2 separate regions of the Anser cygnoides genome follow, and region 2 is linked to region 1. Evidence: chromatin contacts called from public Hi-C data. All regions are on one chromosome and are shown on one strand. The core of a region is the stretch at or near the end of the contact, and the rest is flanking DNA. Distances in the headings are between cores, read along the strand shown.

What was found. Hi-C and Micro-C count contacts between places; a contact is called where the count stands out from the background.
Region 2: a Hi-C map of liver shows a contact between it and region 1, with 5 times the contacts expected there. The contact joins the promoter of TUT4 here to the enhancer-like site in region 1. A contact is called at or near these places in 2 of 7 Hi-C or Micro-C datasets (both in liver).

What each region holds. Positions count from the first base shown.
Region 1 is chr8:27,429,400-27,436,720 of Taihu_goose_T2T_genome, forward strand. TUT4 (terminal uridylyl transferase 4) reads right to left here. Exons shown (of 30, transcript XM_048061909.2): 21 at 6,929-7,006; 22 at 6,393-6,570; 23 at 6,062-6,109; 24 at 5,885-5,967; 25 at 5,313-5,428; 26 at 4,808-4,968; 27 at 3,767-3,864; 28 at 781-1,306. Among named protein-coding and RNA genes, the nearest start is that of PRPF38A, 14 kb to the left of the region's middle. Within about 2 kb of position 3,087, at least 2 of the 3 cell types and tissues checked have open chromatin away from gene starts, as enhancers often do. A contact at or near this core is called in liver, where this site is marked.
Region 2 is chr8:27,469,767-27,476,883 of Taihu_goose_T2T_genome, forward strand. It overlaps TUT4 (terminal uridylyl transferase 4), which reads right to left and starts at 1,411. Exons shown (of 30, transcript XM_048061909.2): 1 at 1,275-1,411. It overlaps GPX7 (glutathione peroxidase 7), which reads left to right and starts at 4,918. Exons shown (of 3, transcript XM_013176298.3): 1 at 4,918-5,124. The coding sequence starts at 4,918. LOC106033012 (a long non-coding RNA gene) reads right to left here. Exons shown (of 7, transcript XR_010833272.1): 4 at 6,847-6,927; 5 at 6,142-6,442; 6 at 5,854-5,934; 7 at 5,085-5,180.

The DNA.
Region 1 (7,321 bases), core at 1,837-4,336:
TTATATGATGGATATATACATATATTTATGTATATTTAAACATAGGAGGAGTTAAAATAAATCAAAAGACCATTATTATGCTTTAAAAGATAACAGTTCAAATTCAAGGGCTGCCACATTTTAAGTTGCTTAGAAAACTGTGGGCTTTAATTACTATATACTGTTTTTCTGATCCTCAAACATACATGTGTGTTTGGCTTTATTCTTATGAGGCAAAAGGCTGTTGCCCACCTGCTGCAGGGGAAACATTTACGACATATTCTCAGGAAACAATATCTAGATTAAGGAAGTGAGGCAGGATAAACTATAAGAGAAACGACTGCATAAGACCACGTATACTGCACTAAATACAGGGGGACAATACTCAGCTTGCACAACCATAGTTCTGCCAGTGTTAACATTACAGCTGCAATCTCAGCGTTCACCTAATAATCTATGTAACAACATAAATGGAAACTGCATTTGTAAGCATGCTCACAGAAACGTACTTTAGACTCAAAACAATTATTCCAACATCGCTTAGTTGAATGCATGTTTTCTCATGTGTTGCACAGCCATTAATGGCAGATAGGACCATGCCTAAAATTTTACAAAGATTCAACTTGCATAATTTTTTTTCCTATAAAAATTATAGGAAATTTAAGACAATGAAGGTACTGACTCAGTTTCTTAAGCTTTTTTTTTTAAAATGTAAAACAAATTGGAAGAGTTAGCTGTTTCTGTAACACTTAACATTTGTACACAAAGTGTGAGAGGTTTGATACAACAGAGAAGAATTACCTGAATTCCCCACAGTGCCATTGTTCACCAGTGAGTTTGGAGTCACAGGATTGTGCCAGTGTCCCTCATGAGAAGTGCTGGGGATTCCCATGGGCCTGGCAGCAGGCTGTGCAAAGATGATACTGGGATCATTCAAGCTTACACTGCTCTGGTTATTTGTGGTGGTGCTGCTGCCAGATCTCATAGAAAATGGAACATTTGTAGAATGAGGAGGGTTACCCGGTGCAGAGTGAATAACAGGCCCGTGAATAGGCCACGAAGTGTTAGGAAGCTGAATTTGGTGGTGATGGTGCATCTGAAGTAGTCCCAGGTTATGCAAGGTGGAATACTGACCTGGGGGAGATTGGGGAAAGTTAAACAAAGGCAGCTGGACCTGATGGGGTGGCTGTGCACCCTGCTGTGGTTGTGGAACGTGCTTAGACTGGGATATTGGTTGTGGCTGAGTCTGGTTAATGGAGGCTGGCTGAGAGGAATTCTGTGTAAATTGTTGAGGTTGTGGAGAATAAGATGATTGATGCGAATCAGACTGGAGGGGAAAAAAATATGTATTTCTGATTAGTTCACTAGCTATTTAATGGTGTTTTTCTTTAATAAGCAAACAACTTATTAGACTATTTATAAAAAAGGCAGAGCACTCCCCAGCAACACCCCAACTACTAAGTCCAACATCCAGCTGGTTAAAATAAAAGCAGTTCAGCTGACATTTTTTCCCAGCAGTTGATTTGGCCTGCCAACACGGCCCATCCCACCACCAAAATCATCATTTTAAGCAAACATTAGCCACAAGCTCTTCATTAGACTCCTCACACATCTGTTTCTGATTTTTCATCAGTGTCTTCCCTACCCTGTTTATTTACAGCCCAGAATCTCATTAAAGAGGTAACTTACTTATAAACAGAGTTGTTCTTATTACTACAGATAGTTTTGTAAGTGATTCCAAAATAAGTTTCAAGTATTTCTTTAGTTGTTATATAACCTGTTAAACAAGAAATTGAAGCTCCTAACGCTCAGTTTCAATCTCTATATCCTGATGTCATGTCATGGCTGAAGGAACAGAAACAGCCGGTATCACAGCATTTACAGAGCTCTTACAAAGTTTTCCCTTTCGCCAGCAACAGAAACAGGCATAAGCCTACCTCATCTGTTTGGTGTTACAACTAAACAGAGAAGCACTTCAAGAACTCAGTTGGCAGGGAAAAAAGTACCCCAGCTTATCTGCCGAAATTTATTACCAGTATTAATGTAATTTGTTTTTAAACATTCAAATGAGACAGTGATGGCATGAGAAAGGTACCTCCAAAGACAGATTCAAATGTGAGATGTCTGCCTAGGTCACAGACGATTATCTGATTCTCAGATTTCCATCTTCCCCTAGAGGTGCTTGCCTCCCTCCACAGACTACACAGACAGCTAAGCTCCAAGTCAGCTGCTGTCAAACATCTGAAGTTAAAGGTCTCAGCAGCTTGTCACTACCTATGACTGGTCTCCTGTTTACATTGGCAGTTACTTTTCTTCAATAACCAGTAGGTAAGACAGGACTTCCCCACGCCAGCCGTTCACAGCGTTACACTGAGCAGCATGCTGTGTCTTTGCCTAAGCAAAGTTGAAGCCCAGAAGCTGGGACTGCTCCCTGCTGCTATTCCACCTGTTTCTGTTGCAGTACCTCCTATACCTTTCTATCAAACAAGGAAGAGCCTTCTTGCAACCATTAAATTATCACAAGCATGCATAGGACATGCCAGCAGCAGGAGAGGAGGAATGTTAGGCTCCAGCCTCTACGTCTGCTTCTGCAGCCCTATTTTCTATTTTCATTCCCTCTTGCTCCACTAACATTCCCCCTTCCTATCCTCAAACAACCCTCAGCACACATTCTCCAAGAAATCCCAGCCAAATGACAGCCATGTAACACATGCACAGTGTCCAAGACACAAGACATCCAGATGACACAACACTGTGCACATACACTGGACCTACTGCATCTGATGTGCCTACGTGCGTACCCACACGTCCAGCTTCAATTTCCCAAGCAGAAATAGAAGGCTCCAGGGATACTCCTTCAATTAGGTTAGGACTGTATCAGTCCCTCCTTAACAGTATATTATTATAGTAAAAATGATGTTATAAGGTCTGTTACTGGAGCAAACACTCCAATAAATGTCTCATCACTTATGAAATACTTTACACCTAAAGTAGTAAACTGAACAAAGAGCATTAGGAATCAGCAGCCCCAATTACTACATTTGCTTACTTGCCAGCTTCATGAGCAGGCACAAGTTTCTCATGCTACTAGCTTAAAATTAGTAAGTTTTCACTGTATTCTATACTTCAATAACATTAAATGTTAACAGCTGTATTTACTCAAATACCCTCTGCTATCTATCACACTTTGGAGCAAGTTAAACACATCTTATCTGGTTCTATATACACTTGAACAAATTCTGAGAAAACTACCAAACATTCCCCCATTGTCCTGTTTGTGCTTCTAGTTTGTGCTGGCAGACTCTTTCCCTGTATAACATCTGAACTGAGGAATGATTAACCCATGTTCCCGGTCTGTTCACGGCAGTCCCCTCAGACAGTTCTCTTTTTAAACCACAGAGAATCATGATAGTCACAAACCTAGATCTCTAGCGTGTTAACAATAAGCTGTGCTTTACTTCCCTTAGTAATTCCAGAATAACTAAGCACAAGACTTCAAAAGCCACCCTAACTTAAATTTGACAAACAGTGAAGTTGACCTTTCAGAATTGAGTTCTCCTATGAAATGTGACTATGCGGTTTTCATACTGAAAGACCATGAACGGTCCTCAAAGAAACACTGCGTTACAAATCAAAGTTTCATTAACTGGCAATGTAGAGTGCAATGTTGTCATTGTAAAGTCCAGAGTCCATTCAAAAAATCTGGGCAAATCTATTCCTAGTGCAGCCCAGGGTTGCTGGTTTGCTAAAGCTACTTACTTTAATACCGTAGCTAATTGGAACTTACACATTCCGATGACTGTCTAGTACGCAAGGGTCGTTCCACTTGCTGCTGGCTTACAGCCACTAGCTGTGAATTTACCATGCTTCGGACCAACTGGGTGCCTAATCAAGGAACAAAAAAAATTTGAATAAAAAACACAAGGTTATGGATTACAGTATGAACGCTGAACTGGGAGTCAGTGACATTGTAAGTCTCATGTGACACAGTGTAGGTAAATCACTTTAATGTCTCCTGCCTTTAAGAGGAAAACTTTCCATCTACTGGTACCAGCTGACACCAGCTAAAGCCAAAATCTAATTCTGTGTAATACAAATCCTAGCATGAACAAGGTTCACTTTGCTAACAGGTGGGAGTGCTCCTTTACACAGGTTTCCACGCTATTGCTGTGAGTAGCGGGATTTCAAACGGCATTAGCAACAGCAGAAACTTTTGGTGAAAGAGGAAAAAAGGGGATATCAGAATACAGAAAAGCAGCAAGGTTCTCTCCACATTTCATTTATCATGTCTTTCCCTACTTTTTCAAGTACCATGGACCCTGAAGGACGTAACTGGAATGGGTTTGCAGTTAGATTTGTCTCTAAATACTAAAAGTAATTTCAAAAGTGGATCTAGTTTCTTAATGGATCTGCATGCTTTTAGAAGTGATACTTAAGACCACTGATTTTTTGTGAAAATATATTTACTTACCTCTCACAGATGATAGAGGGTTAGCTAACATTTAAGAAACACTTAGAAAAGGAAATGTATTCAATTATTACTATGATTACTACTTCTAAGTGCACCCAGCGAGAGTGGAAGTCAAATAATGCAAGACTCTGAAGGCTATACTTACTGCTGAGTATGTTTTTACCACCCATACGAAGACTATACTTCAATAGGTATTACTTCTCTTGAAGAAAAGCAACACTTAATCTAAAAGCTGTATTTGCAATGACTGAAAGCATTAGTTGCAGTTCAAAAGTTAATTAACAGGTCTGAATAGAAACCTAGAAAGAAGGGATGTCAGAACTTGCAGATGATACTAAGAACACAAACTTTCCTTACCTGGCACACTACTATTTCTCTGTCGGGTTTGTTTGAATTCAGGACAATCTCTTCTAACATGACCCACATCTCCACAGATGAAACACCTCTTCTCTCTCGTTTCTCTATCTTCTTCTTTCACTTCTTTTTCATCATCTTTCTCATTCTCTTTTTTCTTCAACCTGAATGATAATTTTTTATTAGCACTATTACAAAAACCACAAAGAAAAATGTCCGTTGAGTTGTTAGATTGTGCAAAGGAAACTGTTACACAACCAACAGCTGTACCAACATATAAGTACTTCAGAAATACCAGAAAAGTATTAGTGATCAGGAACCAAGACAAGAGGCAAAGGTCTTCTTCAACGTGATGGCTCCAGGACTATTGAATATTAGTACCATTTTGTGAGCTGTACATACAATTTGAGAGAGAGTCTGTGTGGCTGCGCTGTGGCAGCAGTTTCTGAAGAACAGATCACAATCTCAGATTTTTACTTTTAAAATGTTAGCTTTATGTATTACTTACCTCCTCCTCTTTGGACAGTCTTTCATGTAGTGACCAATTTTTCCACAGACACGACAACATCTGTCATTGGGTGCCAATTCCCCATCTGTCAGCACTTTCGAGTCAAAAAAGTATTCCTATCAAAATGCATCAGACAGATACAATGTATAAACCAATCACTTAAAAAGACTGAGAAATGAAAGAATAATAGCAAGCTTGCCTCTTCCTTTGTTCACATCTTATGAGTCTGTTTTTTTAGCTACATAAATAGCTAAAAAATCTCTTTCTGGGTTTTAAAGCTGATTTTGCTGTTCTCTGCAATACTTAATGCCATACAATGAAAAGAAAACAAAACACCAAAATAAGCTTACTTCTCGCTAAACTGCCATGAATACCCATCAGCCACCCAACTACTCCTGTGAATTTTATACCACAGAAGTCCAATACTAAGCTGTACATTTTATGGAGGCAATGCATAATTACATAGATTATGTTGATAAAATTGATAAATACATACAAGAGATTTGCTCTGGACTCATCATTTTAGTGGTCAGAGGAAGGTAAAAAAACTACTAAAAACTATGAAAACTTACAGCTTCTCTTCCAACAGTTGGGTAGAACGGGGTACCAAATAATTTCCTCCCATTGATAAATGCCTTCATTATGAAATTGGTCACTATTGAAGAAAGATAAAATTATTAGGAAACAGAAAAGGCACAACACTTTAGAAAACAGTAGTTGTTAATGATTAGAAGAAATTAATAGCTTACTTTTCCTAGAGACTCCAGCACCAAGATTATGATTCAAGTCAAAAGGATCTGTGTAAAGAAGGGGGGAAAAACAAATCTGAGTTGGAAAAAGTGTAATGTAACATAACTTTCATTAACCTAATTTTTATCAACAGCACTTTAAAGATGTATTATTAAAAGTTTAGAGTCTAATCTCACTTTGTAAGCTGTAGGACTTGCAATTTTTTATTTTTTATTTTTAAACATTGATGGTAGTTTGCTTACATAAAGATCCTGTGCAACAATGAGAACAGATCCCAAAACAACAGCATACATCACTCCTTCATTAATAGAGCCAAAATTCAGCAATTACCTTCGATAGCAATACATTTGGATGTCCACTGTTTCTCAAACGTAGTTAACAGCTTCTTCTGCCGGATGCTGATCACATACTCCTTGAAGTCAAATTCTTCAGTGTAGAACCGCAGCAACCCTAGCCAGAGTTCTCCAAGTGATTCAGTGTTCTTCCCAAGAGAAGGCAGACGCTTCTTCTACATGCAATCGAAGACAATTTATACAGGTATTAAAAAAGCATTTTTCCTTCTCGCAAACCACCTCTCTAATTATAAGTTTGTCTACATTTGCCCTTGGTCACAGTAAGGTGCAACTAACAAGTCACTATAGTTAAAAGCAGTCCTGGATCGGGCTGATGTTATTATTTATCATGACATATATTTTTATATGTACATAAAAGGCAGACCCTCCTTTCAGCAAAATAGAATTAATGTGGGAAGTTGTAATAATACAGAATTTTAACTACTCTTTTGTGAATTGCACTGTTAAAAATATATCACTTTCTCATAAAAACAATCCTTAAGTTTAGTTACTCTTCTGGAATTAGAATATTACCAATTCTTCCATGTCATCAAAGAAAAAGGCATTCCATCCATCCACCATTCTCTGTGGAATCTGTTTTCCATCAAATATCTGCCAAAATAGAAAGGGACACAGTTACCACTCTAATTCAAAGTCACCGTAGAAGACCTGCAGTTATCAAGAAACTGCACAAAAATACAAATCTTTTAATTTTAGCTATTACTTGTTATATGGGCAGTATTTCCAATTGGTAAAGCACTTGGGAGTCTTTTTGTATTATTGCTATCTCTCTCTCAAAGTCCTTGGATATTTTATTTTTAATTGTTCCTTACAACTAAGAAAACATGACTAAATTACCTAACCAAGATTCCGACATCCCTCTTGCCCACAAAATCTCTAAGTAGACTTTATGAGATTTCTATTACA
Region 2 (7,117 bases), core at 161-2,660, 39 kb after region 1:
CTCCCTAGGGATATCTTGCTTTCAAGTAGGACACAGGGAAATCCTTCTCCCCTTTGTCCCTGCAGCAGTAATTCCCTTCAGAGGAAGAAGCAGGCAAATGCCCTGTACCGTGTAGGTGCCCCGTGGCACCTTGCAATTTCTGTTCCTGCGCTAGGTGGGTAGGAGACAAAGTCCCAGCTGTTTTCTGTGCAAGGACAGAACACAGAAAGAACTTTCTGATCCCTCTCTATGTATCCTCCAGGATCATATCCCAACACATATGTTCTGGGAAACTGTAATTTCATCCTAAAAATAATTTTATGCAGCGATTATCACTAAAGTCAGGTAGACAAAAGCTCACTACATAACTAATGGTTGAAAAGGAGACCTCTCACTCCTAATATAGCTTCTTCTGTCAGATACTGTAATTAAGTCATATTTCCATGTCTGGGTTACTTTTCTCGTCTCGGAAATAATTATGTCATAACTATCTGGGGTCAGACTGTCCAAAAGCACCTCCCCGAGCTGGGAACATAAGTAAAACAAAACCAACATGTATCCTCTATTTTCAAGCAGATGCAGTGACCCTCAAAGGCAGGGCAAGGCATTCATGAAGCAAAGTGACGTGGGGGTGGCGTGAAAACCAAAAAGAATTAATGGATCCGCACGCAGATAAAACTATTGTTTCACATACCAGTCCCTCCCTAATACCTCAGCCTGAACCTGATTACATTGTTCCTCTGCGCCCTCACAGCTCATCCCCTTTGCTATTCCCACAAACAACCTTAACAGCAAGAAGGCCTCGGGGGCTGTGACACATTGAGCCAACTGGCACATCGCAGCGTCCTGCAGGAGCTGGAGCCTCGTTCAGCTCTCCCCGCACACGAGACGAGCCGACAAAAGAGCCACAGCCACCCCGGGGGGAGGCAGCCCCCGGCGGCGCTGCGGGCACCCCGCGACGCCCAGAACCCCGAACCTCTCCCCTGGGCGAGCAGGAGGGGCCACGGCCGGGCTGGACGGGGGCCCAGCGGGCGAGGATGGCCCGGGACCCCCCCTCGCAGCCTTTCAGCGGCCGGCCGCAGGGCTGCGAGGCTTCGGCGAGCGGCGGGGCCGGGGCCGGGCGGGCTGAGGCCGGGGGCTCCGGGGGCTCCGGGGGCTCCGCGGGCACCGTGCCCCCCGAGCCCGCCTCGCCCCGCCGCGCACGGGGGGAGAGGGGAAAGGGGAGAGGGCAGAGAGCGCCCAGCCGCCCTCACCCTGTCGGGGGAGCCCCCTCCCGGCCCCCCGGGGCCCGGTACCTGGCTGCGGCCCTAAGGGTGCCGGGGCTGCGCCCCCGCCATGCCCGGCTCCGGCTGCTGGAGGCCCCGACGGCAGCGGCTCAGTCCGGCCCGGCCGCCATGTCAGCCGCGCCGCGCGCTGCATTGTGGGGCAGGGCGGGAGGGAGAGCCCCGGGGGCGGGCGGCTCGCCTCGGCCAGGCTCGGTTCCTTTTGGCCCGGCTCGGTTCGCTTGGGCTTGGCACGGCTGGGTTCGGCCTCCCCCGGCCCCTCGGCCCTTCCCGGGGCTCCCTCGGTTTAGGGGAGAGCCCCGCTTGCCGCCTTCCCCCGCCTTCCCGGCCGGCCTGCCGCGGTGCTGCAGCAGGGGGCTGAGGGAATCAGCTGCTCGATTTTTTCCCCTCAATTTTTTTCCGTTTTTTTTTCCACAAGCCGTGAGGGAATGCCCGGCCCCCCTCACGCAGGCAAGGCCCCAGGCCCTGTAGAGCCGCCTTTGGGCTTGTTCATCCGCTGTGGTGGCTCCTTGAGGGTCCCCCACCACAGCCTGCGCCTCTGAGGTTTTTTTGCCCCTTAGCCTGCTCTGCACGCTGCCGGTCGGTGGAGGAGCGCTGGTGTGCTCCACACAAAGCAGCCTGTGGTAAACAGGCTGCAGGACACCCCGAACCTCCCGGGGCCTTTCCCCAACACGGGACACACTGAGGGAAATGCTCCCTGGCTCCCTGACCTTGGCTGCAAAGCTGGCCCCAGCTGCAGCTAGGGACAGCGGCTTGGCCAGCGTGTCTGCTGGCACTCCCGCAGGTCTCGGGGGAGAAGAGCTGGCCTGCCCAGCTCTTGGCAGTGCTGGGGGGTGACCTAAAGAAATTGGCAAGTGTTTATGTAAGGCAAATCTCTCAGTGATGCAGTACAGCACTACCCCTTCTTGGCAGGGAAATGTCATGTTGTTGGCACTTCTTAGCCCTGGGTAAGGAGGCCTGTCCAGAAAAACAAGGGGCATAAAAGATTACTGTTGAACTACTGAAGAGATTGAAAGGAAGTTACTCAAAATAACATGAATAATAGTGCTGGAAAGGCTACCTCAGGGAGCCTGTGTAGGTAAAAGTTGCAAAATCTGTAATGCTGGATGCTACAAATGCTGGTGGAATAAAGCTTTGAAATGTATTGTCAGTTCAGTGCAATCCTTAGAGCTAATCTGCTTTCTCATGGTTCACTTGAAGTTCAAGTTTTACAAAACGAGGAATGGATACCTCAGGGTATTGCTAATGGGAAGTTGCGCAGAGCTTTCGCCTTTAGAAAGATGGGCCTAATCCCGTCAAAATCAGCAGTGACAAAAATTGAAGTGCTTCAGTGCTGTTCGGTGAGCAGCTGAGGTTAGCTGGGTGGTGGTTTCAATCCAGTCCTATTTGACAAATATTTTTATTAGGTTTAGTAGGCCAAAGAGTAAATTGCAAAAGTAACTAAATTATACTTGCTACTGGATATTGTCATCCTAGATCGATATTTAGACATGCTACTGAGCAAACAGACACCAGTTTGTTAGCCTGATTGGCATTTTTCCTGCGAGCTGAAATTTATTAGAATATATCAGATTCTTTCAACAATTTAGTTCAAACTGTTGGATAGACTTTAATTGAAAATGCTAGTGCAGTTTGGCTCTGAAAACTCGAACCACTACAAAACCAATGGTCTTTGACATAGTTGCTGTGTATTTTCAGAAACAATTCTGCTTTCTTTGCTGATGTTGAATGTTTTATTGCAGGGAGTAGTATAGAAACATGGCAGTAAAAGAGGAAGCTGAATTCCACTGCCAGCTGGCCATTATTTAAAGAACTCCTAATTCAGTGACAGTGATCAAAAGCATTCAGATTCTGGGCTGAGTTTGTAGGAGGAAAACGTAATTCTAAAAGCAAGTGAGTTTTGTCTGGGAATCAGAGACAATAAATGTGAAGCTGTAGGAAGCAGATTTTATAGAGTCCCTATCCAGAGCAAAACCTCGCTTGTCTCATGTTGCAGTGTGATGCCTTATTTGTAGCCCCATACCAAAACTACTATATCATTATACCTAAAAATAATGCAGAAGTGTATTGTAGATTTATTTTTAATTTTCTGACCAAAAAAAAAGATGAGCAAGTTACATTATTTTCATTGTTGGAATAATTTGATTATTTTTAGAATTCGATTGTATTTATTTAAAAGTATATAGTATATTAAAGCCCTATTCTCTATCTCCAGATGTGTGTTAAGAAACTCTCTAAAGCTTCTTAGATGATTTATTTGTAAAGTGAGGAAATCATACTTGGTTCTTGGTCAATATTACAGGCAGAAAAGTATACAGGAAGATGGCACTTATCTGTGGAGATGAGAACTTCAGCCTCTTAGCACTGGGTATCTTCCCCATAGACAGCATGGTAGAAGATTTTTCATCCACATAGAATATTGCATGATTTCTTGACGTTGAATGTCTACCTAAGCTGAAATACATAAAAACATGCTAAGTCTGAAATGTTTAAAACCTGTCGTTAAATCTTTCAACTAGTTATACGTAGCTTCTGCACTTTCAGTAATGCCACTTATGCATGAATCACCCTAAGCAAATTTAATCAAGCTGTCAAAGATCTACCAAAACTTTCAGTTAAAATAAATAATAAAATAAAATCACACAGTAAGATTAAGAAATGTAATTTGCTCTTCAAAAGATGGATTTCCAATATGCCTTGGATGTGCTACTTAATTGTTTTCTGTAAATCTCTGCATTTTGCTTTTCTTTGCCAAGAGGTATCAGTCATAGGCATGGAGGGCCAGTTTCTTAGTCCAAGAAAAAAATCAATGATCATCAAATGCTTTCTATTGTTGTTACCTTGTATATACAAATCCTTTTCTTCCTGCAGGCATAGTAGCAAATGATAGAAATGGCTGTTTTTTCATGCAGACAACCCAAGAAGGGTGTTAGTGCACTGATCCTGAGGCAGTGGCATGGCTCTGAGAACTGAAAGCTTTGGTAACAAATTTAGTTTCCAATGCTTAATGCTTCTTTCTCACTTGACACCTCCTTGGTAATGTGCTTTCTCCTAGATCACCCTGTCACTTGTCACAAACCAAGTGCTCGCAGAGGAGAAGTTCGTGAAGGCTTGACAAAGAGTGCTCCATTGCACATGATATTGTGCGTGGCATGTCTGTAATTCTCAGTTTTTGCTGACTGTATGCTGGGACTCTTGCTCTGAGCACTCGCAGCTGTAACCATTAGCAACCAAGCCACTGGTATCCTTTGATGTTACATCATAGTTACTAGATGCTATAGTCAGGATACTAAAGAAATGCACTTGCAAGTCCATCAAAAAAATCACAAAACTATCCCTTATTTCCCTAGGACATAGTTAAAACCAATCTCTATGTCTGGCATCCCACTGACACAGCATTACTACTCTCAAGCAGAAGGAAGTAGGTGTTGTACCCATAAATGGCCTCCCTTAACACACCACTACCACAATGAAACATTCTGGTTTAGCCTATTTAAATCCTCCATGAATACATGCCCCTCAGGTCTTGCATGTAACGCAGCTTCTGCTACACCTCTGCAAGAGCCAGACTGTTGCAAAAGCTCCGTTTGCAGCAGTCCCTTCTTTCCGGCAGGGTTTTGCTATTGTGGCAAGTGTCTCTGCAGCGCGGTGCAGCATGCTAGATCCTGAGGGCAGTGTGGAGCACAAGCCTTCCTCTTCCTTCCCCAAAGTTTTTCTCATCCCTGTAGCCATGCTCCTTGCAATTGCAGCACTCCTGCTCTTAGCATTTTCCGCTACGCAGCAAAAAGAGACTGATTTTTACACTTTCAAAGTTGTAAACATCAGGGGCAAACTAGTCTCTCTGGAGAAGTACAGGGGCTCGGTAAGTCCGCAAGGCGGTGGGCAGCTCTCGGGCGCTAGCAGCCAGTCCTTGCATGTCTGCGGAAACCAAGTGCGGGAGAAGAGATTGTTCATTATTAACTCGGTGCATGCATGCAGATAGATTTGTATTTACGACTCTTCTTTAACTGATCTGGAGCGTTGCCTGCAAGCTTGCTTTGATACCGCTCCGTAGGTCTTTGCACTGTAAATAAAACGTTTGCAAGTCTAACCCCTCTGTGTGTCGAGTCTTTTCCTTCTGCAGGCTGCTCCCTGCATACGTGGCAGGCAGGGAATGCCTGTGTGCCTGTCCTTCGTGCAGCAAGATGAATTGCACTGGATTGCACCTATTAAACTAGAAGCACAGGAAGTTTGCACCTTTGTACAAGATTACTTTTGGAGCTTTTTTCTGCCTTTCTACTGCATGACTTTTAGTAGATTATTTTTGCCTGAATTCCATTTCTCTTTGAAGTTCTGCATTTAAAAAGGGATTTAATCAGTGGTTAATGGACTTAACATATTTCACCATCATTAGTAAAAAAAAGTGATTTATTGATAAAATAAATCTTTTAGTATTGGTGCACAGTAAAACTGTAGCAACATCATCCTATTCCACTTGTTGATTTTAGAATGACAGAACAATATTAAGAAGGGCAAGAAGATACGCATTATTTTATGATGTCTTCTAAATTTAATTTATATATTACATTAAGGAGTTCTAGACAGAGCTTACCAGTTTAAAAAACAATTGTCCTGAATGTAATTTGATTTTTTTTTTTCAGTGGTTTGACAATCTAACAAAGATGCTTAGTCCCTGTGGAAGAGAGAAAAGGAAGGTTAGCCCAAGGAGGGGGACGTAACACTATAAAGTTCTTGTAGCCAGGTTCATGAATTCCAGAAGTTAAAAACATCACAAAGCCCACAACCTCTACCCTTAGAGGTCAAGTGCCACATCTTAAGTGATACAGCCAGGTGCTCCAAGTACTTAGCTGCTAGTCAAAAGGCAGGCTCCACTACTCACTTTCACCCTTAGCCTCAGCTTTGTGTTTTCACCATCCTCTTCACTCTCCTCAGGTACCTCAGGTAACCTTGCTGAGGTTATTGACCTTACTGGTCCAAAAGGATGGGTCACAAACATTTGCAGGAAGACTGGGAAGGCCCATGGGAGAGGTACATTTTCCTGAGCTAAGCAGAGAGGAGTACTGCTGGATTTGAACCAAACGAGAGCCTCTTATCTGGTCAAAGTCCTCTTCCTCCTCTCGCATTTGCATGCAATTCAGTTAGTGGATAGGGCAGAATTGGTCTAATGCACACCCAAATACCTATATTGGGAAAAAAAAAAAAAGAAATCTATTTAATAGGAAACAATACTTGCCTTTTTTTTTTTTTCTTAGGAGTTCCTTCCAAAGGCTCTGTCAATAATACCTGTCAGTGTGGTGTGTTTTGTCTGCAGGTCATCTGCAAAACTGTCTGAATAAGCCAATACCACCTGTAGCTTTAGGGCCAGAATCCACATGGAGAGGAGTAAGAGGGAAACTTGGAGGAATTCCTTCCAGCCACCCCACAGAGATCTGTGGGTGTTTGCCCCCTCCCTAACAAGCTGCAGAGCCTGCTCTTGTATCTCATGACCAGATTAGAGGTGTGCATCCGCATCTCCACTGGTGCTATGACAGCAGCCCGTCCCTGATGGGTGACTGATTTATAAGGGAGAGCTCTAGAACCATACCTTGTAAAAGGTAACACCATCCTCCTTGATCTCTGCTTGGCTGTATGGAATAGTTGATTCCAAACAAGGGATGACCGGCTTCTGTATGGAACAAAAAGATTTGCATTCAGAGAGCTTACCAATGTTCAGTCTAGCTGCTGTTTGAGAATGCATGTGCAGAATTTGTAACTAATTTATAACAGTAAAACACCCCCTTTCTGTCATTATGCTGTCAGAGCTCATTATTAAGGTAAACAAAGGTTAAGTAAAACTCCCATTTATTTCTTAAAAT